Linked DNA regions of Danio rerio: region 1 is linked to region 2. A link is a contact called in public Micro-C data. All regions are on one chromosome and are shown on one strand. The core of a region is the stretch at or near the end of the contact, and the rest is flanking DNA. Distances in the headings are between cores, read along the strand shown.

Region 1 (5,619 bases), core at 3,011-5,510, 270 kb after region 2:
TTTAATTCAGTGGATGTTTTCATCTTTAAAATAACAAAAGGGTAGTAAATTGGAATAGTGCACTAGGGTTATTATAATAGTCGTTGTATTCTGTATGTTTCTACAGAAGGATAGCCAGCCATATTATTTACAGCAATTCATTTTCCAAAAATGTGATTTTTTTTTGTTCAGACTGTTTGCAATAATTTCTGGATTATTTAGTGTTAAAAAGAGATTCCCAAAAATACCCTCTGTGAAATCCTTTGACTCTAATATAAAATGTTTAATGAATGAATGCATGAATGAATGAATAGAAAAACTTTTAATTTGGTCCAATGTTCAGATTTTTTTGTGATATAAATGTATGCAAATGAGTGTATATTTAATTCAAGTCTCATTTGCATATTTTAGGAAGCTTGTAGTACAAAAAAATGTTTGAAATTCTTAACATGTCAACATGTGATTTTTTGAAAAAAATTAAAATCCATTCACCTAAAGTATCTTGCCTTAAAAGACAGACACAGAATGAAGTATGATAACTTGGAATATACAGTAATGTAAACCTAAAGTAAAGACATAGACTTGTGGGATAAACTTGGAATTGCAATACAAAACTCAGAATTGTGGGATGTAAACTTGTGTATGTGTGATATAAACTATGAATGGTGGTGTGTAAACTGAACTGGGAGATAAGAACTGAATATTCTGATAAATAAACCCGGCAGTATGAGATTTAAGTTAGCAATTTCAAGATATAAATGTCAGAAATGTGGGATGTAAACTCCAGTGGTAGTCATTGAGTGTAATTGAGTAGTTTTTCTCAGGAATTGTAATTTACTAAGTAGTTTTACAATTATATGCTTTTATTTTCCCTTGAGTACATTTCTAGCACTGTTGGTACTTATACTCCAATACTTTTCTTCAACCTACAGTCACTACTTTATTTGAAGATGTCAACATGACATAAGATTTACGTGGTACCTTAACATTGTGGAGACGTTACATTTTATTTTGGAAATGATAATTGGGTAGACATCAGAACCCAACGTCAGGCCAACATTAGTGTCAAACCTAAAATCAACCATAATATCAACTTCTATTGATGTTACAGCTTGACGTTGTGTGGACGTTACCACTATGATTTTGGTTGCCATACCTAATGAAAAAATGTCATTATTTGACATAAAAATAACATTAGTTTAAGATTTTGGCTCGACATTAGATTTTGGTCACTTTCTAACACAACCTAAAATCAACCAAATATCAACGTCGTTTCCCATCGTTAATGGACATCAAAATAATGTTGTCCTTAGACACTGACTAGACATTGAATTTTGGTCACCTGACATCACAACCTAAATCTAACCTAATATTAACATCTCATGATGTTGTGTGCATGCTGGGCAATAACCAAATGCACTACAGAATGTTACGTTTACACACATCCACAAATCGTAAATGCATCAGCTTTTCCCAGCGTAATACTCATTACTCTTGAGTACTTTTGAAAGGGCTACTTTTTACTCATACTTTGAGTAATATTTACAGCAGATACTTTTACTTTACTTGCACCACATTTTTGGCAAGTAACAGTACTTTTACTTAAGTAAGATTTTTCAGTACTCTTTCCACCACTGGTAACCTCAAAATAGAGATATAAACTCGGAATTGTAAATTGTGAACTCATAATTTGGAGATACAAACTCAGTGTTTTAAGGAATAAACTTGGAATTACAAGATATAAATTCAGTATTGTGAGACAGAAACAGAAATGTGGCATATAAACTGTGAAGTATAAACTTTGAAATTGAGTTGTGAGTAATAAATTCAGAATTGTCGACTTGAAATTGTGAGGTTTTATTTTTATTTTTTAATTCCATGGTGGAAACAGACTTCCATATTTACTTTCATATAGGCTATGAGAAAAAAAAAAATACCTAAACAAAAAATATGAAAAGATGAATTTTTTTTTTATTGGATTGTCTGGGTTTGCTGTGTTTGGTTTTTCCTGTCCCCAAACTAGTAATCAAATATCAAACAAAAACAAAATAAATGTCGCATGAACAAACAAAACTAACAAACATTCATACATTTTTTAAAACAAATGTTGCTATTTTCTTGTAAAACTAAATCAAAACAAACTTCATCTTTTAGTTTTACAAGAAAATTGCAGCATTTGTTTTGAAATATGTATGCAGCATTTATTCTGTTTTTGTTTGTTTGGTTTTTGGGTTTGATTTGATTTCAGGTTTAAATCAAGTAGCCCCTACTCACAATCGCAATAGCAAGCCCCCTCTTTTTTTCCCGCTGTTTCTTAAATATTGTAAAAAAATATATCTATATGAATAGCACATGGAAAGTAAACTCAGTCCTGCATCTCACAGAGTTGCCAGAACTCTTCAGACACACAGGAAATTGTTCTCCCCGTGAGCTCGAACAGGCTCTACAGACATGTCCCATGATCGAACCCTCAGCGTGTGAGTGTGAACGGAGCCGGGCGACCCTCTGAGGCCCTCGGGCCGCTCTCCATCTAATCTCACTCTCAGCCTGGGATCACAGGCCCAGATTCCTCACCTTTTCTGTCTGTTGTGAGCGTGTAGGACTCATTGTTTTAGGCTCAGCTCCAACCCCTGTCCTGTTAGTTTAGAGCTGACAGAGGATCAGCTGCTTCAACACAAGCATACACAGACTCCTCCAGGTCTAAATTAGCTCCATTGGAGCCTTTCCTGTTTGCTTTTGGTTTCTAGAGGAATGCTGACAGACGATGGGCCTGTCATTAACATTCGAGAGCTGCTATTTAAGTAATAAAATGGAGGATTTGAGGTGATTTTTTGAGAGATGCAAGAACGGGTGGATTTTTTTTGTTTAGCGATAGCGCCCCTTGCCGGTTAGATGATGTCCATACTTTTCCTTCATGAAAAACATATTTATGGCCTATTATGAATTTATTGAATACGCTAAAATGATTTTGAAAGTACTTGAATTATTCTGTTGAGGTAATTCTATAGTTGCTGAGGTAATACAACAACTAATGTAAACAAACGTTCTACAATAGGCTAATGTAGTAAAAACTAAAATTTATTACAGTTTATAGTTCACTACAAGCCTAGTTAATATGGCTTAGCTAATATGTTTTTATTGATCTCAAAAACAGTTAACAATGAAGGATTGCATGAACTTTGAAACTTGGATCATTAGAAAAAATACACAATATGTATATTACATTTCAGAGGAAATAAACTGTAAAAAATATAAATAAAATAAAATAAATAATAAAAAACTAAGACAAATACAAGAGGGAAAATTAAACAAGGTTATACTCTGAAAGCTATTTTTGACTTTTAAAGTTTTTCATGCCTATTAAAGATAAAATGGCGTGTAGTCAAAAAAAATAATAATAAAAAAATAAAAATTGCCAGTATGAGATTTTTTTTTAATTGACACCTGTGAAAAAACCTTACATTAACAATGTACTAAATGCAAGGTTTAGAATTGAATATAAAAAAATAGTCAAATGTATTTAAACAAATTTCAACATATATCTTTTCTGAGAGATAGGTGCAGTGCAAGTACATTCACAAAAAAGATGAACCATTGTTTCCAAGTCACAAAAAGTACATTTCAATATCGAGCATATTTACTAAGTTTACTATTACAAGGATAGCATCTCTATAGCTAATAAGTAATAATCTAGCTGAAACGTATTTATTATTACTTATTTCCATGTATTTTTCATTATCATCCCACACGGATAGAAAACATATACTGCCTCAAACATCATAACAAAGTCCAAGGGATCACAGACAGATCTTTAAAAGGTCAATAATTTACATAGTCATACGAAAAATATGTAATCACGTACAAATAATACCATTCGACAGAAAGAGAAAAATATTAATATAATTATAGCTAATATTATTAATAATAATAAAATAATAATATTAAAATTACTAAATTAAACAAACAAAATTAAACGAGTGAATGAAATTACAATGACACTTAAACAAATTACCATAAGGAAAGCAACTAAATTCGAGAATCTACTTTAAATACATCTGCACAATATTTCAGGAATCTTAGATTTTTTTATTCTTAATAAGATGAAGTGATTTTAGGAGGGAGTTAAATTATATTCTAAAATGAGCAAATGATGGGTAATTATTTGCGAATTTTTGTTTGTGAATGAAAAGTTTCATTACGTTACGTTCTGTGCAAAGCGAAAGAGAGCGCTTGTCCTACGGAAGCCGAGAAGACTTAAACCCCATGCGGATGATGACGCACAGCTTACGCGTTTTACGACGAGAGGAATCCTGGACGAAGACGAGGTTGAGTAGACTCGTTTTCAATTTTTCCTCCTTCCTGTATATAAAGCCCGGGCTCCACGGCATCCTGTGCACTGGGAAGAACTTCCACAGCGAGCTGACTCGGAAAAAGTTATTTAAAATCAGTCTGTCGCTCGAGATCAGCCTGTTTTCTTTCTTTTACTTGCTGTGTGTCGTTATGAAACTGCTCCGCTAGCGAGCATAGATCCAACATGGCGTTTATATTTAACGATATTAGTTTGTCACAATTTTGAAGCGCTGTCTGAAAATCTAAACTATAATACTTCACTTGGACCATAGACTATAACATTGTGTCTAAAATGAGTTAAGAGTTACACTGAACTGGATATTGTTGAGTAGTTGGTAGTCACCGGTTATTGTTTGTTTATTCAAAACATTTGACCTGAATTCTGAAATCTACACTCGACTTAACGTTAACGTTACATGTGCTATTGTGGATATGTTTCTATATCAACTATAAGCAGTTTCACCCCCACCACATTTGCTTCGACCACTAAAATCAATTTATATAAATCAGTTAAATTAATGAACAATTATTGCTTATTTGTGATGTGTGTTGTTGATTTAGACAGCCGTGTGTCTGATTAGAGAATAAATGGAGGAGGAAGAGAGAGATGTGGAGGATGTTCTTAAGTCTGAAGGAGAAGATGCACAGCCTGCAGAAACACAAGCAGAAATGGTAAAGAAAGAGGTAGCAAAAATGGTGTACAAAACTATTTTTTTTTTTAGTAACTCACTCTTCAGTACAGAACATTGTTAAACAAACACGAGCAAGAAAGCCTCACAAACGCCCAAATGCTTTAAGAAATAAATTCCATTTTTGCACAAAGTTTACTTTTACAACAGTTATTATAACTACGATTATGAATAATTGTAATTATAATAATTTCTGTTTCAATATGTTGAACACAAGCATGTATAAAGCACAAATGATCATTTTAAAATTTACGAGAGGCATATCTGGAACCTATTTTGGCTCATTTGAAGTAAAATGATTCGCAGTGAACTGTAATGGAATGTAAATTAAGGACAGAATAATGCTGTTTAAAAATATAACTTAACATTCATCATTAAATCAGTAAGAGTAAAACTCATTTATACAAAGACAAAAAAATGAATTGGGTTTTGTTAATTATATTTATTATTTTATATTATTATAAGATATATTTTTTGTTATTTTGTATCTTAGGAACCTGACACAATCCTAAACGCTGAAGAAACTGCACATGCACCAGAGCTTTCCTTAGTCATTCCAGCCCCTGATGTATCTGGGACGGCCAATCAGAAGCCCTCTATT
Region 2 (5,219 bases), core at 1,151-3,650:
GATACAGTGTTTCCACTTATTTCTGCTGTAGTTTTGACAGAGATGCTCAATTTCAAGCTCTTTCAGTAACAAAGTGTTTCCAAGATGTGTATGTTTGTCAGTAAAATAGTCCCTGAAGGGTAAACTATATATTTTTAGCAGTTCCAGTTATTTAAATAACATAATACTTCTTTAAATTGGTAAAATATTGGTGTTTTTTCTTTCTGTTAACTCTAGATCACTGTTTCTCAACCATGTTTTTGAAGGACCACCAACACTGCATGTTTTGGATGTCTTCTTTGTCTGTCACACCCATTACAGGTCTTTCAGTCTATGCTAATGAGCTGATGATCTGAATCAGGTGTGTTTGGATGAGAAGGCATGGGAATATGCAGAGCTGGCGGTCCTCCGGGAACGTGGTTGAGAAACACTGCCCTAGATGATTGTATGTAAAGTTAGGGTGCATGGATATATACATTTTAGCCAATACCAATAACTCTTTATGTTTGGAATATGTATACTCTATATATGTATATACTGTAGACCAGTGATCACCAAACTTGTTCTTGGAGGGCCGGTGTCCTGCAGATTTTAGCTCCAACCCTAATCAAACACACCTGAACAAGCTAATCAAGGTCTTACTAGGTATACTTGAAACACCCAGGCAGGTGTGTTGAGGCAAGTTAGAGCTAAACCCTGCAGGGCACCAGACCTCCAGGAACATATTGGTAACCCCTGCTTTAGACTGATGAATACAGTAAATGCATGGTATTTTAACTCTGATTACTAAAACAAAGGCAAAACTGCAAGGAAACATTTAGATCTTTGTTTTTCATAAATCATTTTCAAATTGCAATTGTAAAGTCATTTCTGTGTCCCACAATGGAAAGCCCAAAACTAACTGCTGACATCTAACTCTGCTAAAGCATATATTAAAATGTGGAAGGCACCGCCAATCAAACCCCTCGTAGCCAGCACATTCTTAACAAGCGTTTAAACAAGCTAAAATAATCCATAATAATTTATCAGCTTTAGTATAGCAATCCAATTTTCTGATTAGGTGGAAAACAATGACATTTTTAAAAAATTATTTACAATATTGAGATATTGTGCATTACAAGTGAAGTAATTGAGCAGTTTCTGAAATACTCAGTCCAGCCCATCTTACATAAACTCTTCACTATACTTGAAACACATTTCATCCCCATTTTGGTGCTTGTTTTGAAATTCAGCATAACTTTATGTATATTCAGCATGTCTGCAAGACGTAATTTAAAAATTGTCTAGTCTGAAAAAAGGTCTGAAGTAGGTCTGCTAAAAGAACATTCTACATTTTTAAACATCTTAAAGACATCTGAAAATTGACTTGTGTAGATGAACAAACACTAACAAATATGTCTCATTCACTTTCCTTTAGCTTAGTCTCTGGTGATTTATCAAGGGTTGCCACAGCAAAATGAACCGCCAATTGCTCTGGCATATGTTTTATGTGCCGGATGCCCTTCCAGCTGCAACCCAGTGCTAAGAGTACATATGTATCTTCCAGATGTAAACACAAACACCAAACAGACATCTCTGCAATATGTGCTATCAGGGGTCTTGACTACTGTACATGTTTAAATCCATTAGATGGGTGCACACACACACATTTTTTTGGTGGTTTATGAGGACTCTCCAATGTATTTTATACTTTTAAAACTGCCATTTTATTACCCTAAACTCAACCTTCACGGCAAACCTGATTTTTAATTTTTTTTTGTTTTGAATTACGAGGACACATGACATGTCCTCATAAAACATTCTCAATATTGTAACAGGCTACTTGCTGTGTAGGTCATACACATGTAATTATAAAAAAAAATTGTAAACCAGCACACACAGACACAAATTTTCACTTGATTTTCACTTGTGATGCACAATATTGTGAAAGCAGCAATACTGTCAATAATTATTCATTGTTTTTGTCCTAATGCGAAAATTAGCTTGCGATATTAAGGTTAAATATGAATAAATATGTATTTTTTCAGCCTGTTTGAACACTTCAAATGTGTGCTGCTGGTCGTAAGAGTTTTGACCGTTACATTGTTATGTACAGGAACATATTATTAGACCTATATAAAAAGTACAAGTAGGAGACAGGCTATTTAGATTACAATAATACCATGGGATTTGTCTAAACAGTTTAGGTTTGTGTGAAACCAATTACCCAGCTATAGTAATCATAAGTGTAGCATGTTTTGGCTAAAATATTGTGATTATGGTGGATTTGTAAGGTTGGGGTGGAAAAAGAAAGCATGACAGACAACTTAAAATCGAATTGGATTGGAAGAGAGAGAGGGAGAGAGAGAGAGAGAGAGAGAGAGAGAGGGAGGTGGGGGTGGAGGAGGAGGACTGACTGCCCTTCATCTGTCTGCTCTAGGCGGAGCTGAAGTTACCGAGAGCGGCCGCGGGAGCTCGACACGATCCGCGGGGCGATAATCAACCACAACGGGGAGAAAAGCGCTTATTTAACCGAACAGACCCTGACCGACCGGCAATCAGTTTAACGACCATCACACAGTCTACCGACAGTCGCCGCGTTGTTCATTACAGGCCTCCGTCGCTTTGGATCGGACTCAATGTCGCTCCTGTTCGGCCGCTTGAGCTCGACGCCTTCTGCCGCAGGTTTACTTCATTTCAGAGACATCATTTAAGGGATAATGCAGGAATAAAACCGGGCACAGTCGGGAAATGTCGGACATGTCGTCAGCTCGTGAAGCTAAACATCGACTGAAGCGGACTGACACCAAGAAACCTGACCCATATTGAGATCCTGAGCTCGAGCATCTGGACCAGAACCAAATATTACATCGAAACTAAATCTTGTTTATAAACACAGACGACAACCGAGAGACGCCACACAGCAGGTTTTGAGACCTTTAGTTTTATTTTAAGATATGCGAGGAAGTGTATTATACATATTAAATGAAGTATAATCGCTCAAACTCCCAACCAGCATGGAGAAAATGCGTTTATAAGCTGTTTATCGAAACCAAAGGCATCTAAAATCATGCGCTGCCTCCAAATCTTCATCTGCACTAACGTTAGTCATTTCGGATTGTTTGCTCCGTGCACATGAGCTTGAACTTCGGTCGATAGAAAGAAGAAAGGGGGAACAGAAAATCTAGTTACTGGAACTTTTTTTTGGAGCTGAATCCATCCAGAAGCGGCAGCAGGATGAGAGTGCGGATCCTAAACCGGACATCAGTACTGTCACTCGGGCTCTGCTCACTGCTTCTGCTCAGTGCTGTGGCCGGTAAATATACCCCAGATCTACATTTGAACTATTTAAGTGCTGTGTGTATCCACATTACAGAGTGCATGTTACATTATTTTGGGCTTAAGTGTGAGTTGTTCGTTGGTATCCCTCAGCGCTGCGGCATGCACACTGTAATGCAAAGTGAACTGAAACGTTTTGCAGCACAAATATGAATGGGATTTGCTTCGTATTGCTTTTCTGTGTTAGTCCTGCAATGTCTTAAAGGGTGTCCTCTTTATGTTAGTCCTGTTAAACCAAAGTGTATTTACTTTGGAGTTGTTTACTACACAAGTAGATGCTTTTATTAGTGGTACTTGGAAAGATTGAGGTAAAGTTGGTTTTACATTGGTACATTAGTTCAGTGACAGCTTGTCACTTGCTCCCTATATTGTTTACCATAGTTTTTGAATATTTAGCCTGAAATCACATGTAAGTCAAAGCATTAGCACTATTTATTTGACTGTGTTGTACGTAGACATTCATTGTCTGCTCATATGATTTCACAATTTGCAAAGAATACTTTTCTGAAATTATATTATGAAGCAGAAAGTCTGAATGTTTGAATATAAAAACAACTTGACCTCAGTCTTGGGAAGAAAGATACAACTAGGCTGTCACTGCACAGTATTTCTGCATACTTGGTCAAGTTCTGTTATTACATTTCAGGTTTTGTGATGGCTTGGTTCAAACAACAACAACAACAACAAAATAACATTTGCTGCTAATTTACTCAACCTCATGCCATCTGAGATATAAAGGACGTTTCTTCAGTAGAACATTAAAGAGGATTTTTAACTGACTGGCCTTGAGTGCATTTTTACGACAGTCTGTAGCATGAGCTTCCTGTCAAACATCATTAGCTCACACACTCCTCGCTGTTGTGAACGTGCTCAAGATGGTTTTTGAGGCTGTGGATTAAAGACAATAATATTGTAATTAGCATTCTGTTTCTTGGACAGACCAATCAGTTGTATTGTCAGGAGCCACTGTTATTCGTTTTGATAACAATTTCTGAAGTGCTGGTAGCTGTTGACTTGCATTATTTAACCAAAAGGATCACAGTTTAATCTAAAAAGCCCAAAAAGTTGAAAGTTGAAGCCTTGGATGGCTTGAGGGTGAGTACATTTACAGAAATTTCCATTTTAGGGTGAACTATCCCTTTAATTAGTGTGTGCAGTCTTTACTTTAGTACTGTGGGAGTCTGCATTTCCCCAAAACTGTTGAAGTAGATCTTATCATTGGTTCTTTAGTTCAGTGATGGTGTCAGATGTTATTACCTTATTATACCACTGTTATGGCACATGATGTCCTAATAATTTTGATATTTACTTGATATTTTTTGTGTTTTGGTGGTTTGTATTTGAATGCAACAAATGAATTGACGAAATGTATTCTGGTTTATTAATCCAGACATGATTAATTCCAGTCATTTCCATCATCTGTGGTTTGATATGTGGATGCAAGTTAAATTATTTTAGTTTTAGTTAATTTAAACTAACAATATTTGACTTTGCATTGGTCATTATGTACAGAAGCAGGTGCTTCTTGGCATATTTGTAAAGAAACATTTAGTTTTTTTTTGGTTTCAGTTGGTTGGTTTCAGAATGCAAAATTACAAAATAGACTTTGCTTTTACATTTTTTTTATTTAAATGTTGGCAGCTATAAGGAGTGCACAAGGTTCAAAACAAGGCTGAGCATAAATCACACACAGACTGGGGAACATTCAGAGAGGGTGTTTTGATGTCTGTTTTTTCTCTCTTGCTTTTATATATATCAGATTGACCATGCTGTGTGTCAGCCACAGCCATTAGAGCCTGTTTACCCTGTTGTTATGGATATGCAGTTAGTCATCACATCACAAGCATGTGATCTTGTACCATCGATTGTTTTAAGTCCCCTGAAAAGTCCCTACCTCTGGAATGTGATGGATGGACATATTT

Evidence for each region. Hi-C and Micro-C count contacts between places; a contact is called where the count stands out from the background.
Region 1: a Micro-C map of caudal fin shows a contact between it and region 2, with 5 times the contacts expected there. The contact joins the promoter of carf here to the promoter of bmpr2b in region 2. A contact is called at or near these places in 4 of 18 Hi-C or Micro-C datasets (caudal fin, embryo, hematopoietic stem cells and 1 more) and 2 of 4 datasets of contacts at active chromatin or transcription factors (caudal fin and embryo).

What each region holds. Positions count from the first base shown.
Region 1 is chr9:13,371,547-13,377,165 of GRCz12tu, forward strand. carf (calcium responsive transcription factor) reads left to right here and starts at 4,261. Exons shown (of 14, transcript XR_012385213.1): 1 at 4,261-4,412; 2 at 4,891-5,001; 3 at 5,512-5,619.
Region 2 is chr9:13,103,007-13,108,225 of GRCz12tu, forward strand. It overlaps bmpr2b (bone morphogenetic protein receptor, type II b (serine/threonine kinase)), which reads left to right and starts at 2,401. Exons shown (of 13, transcript NM_001039807.1): 1 at 2,401-3,274. The coding sequence starts at 3,196.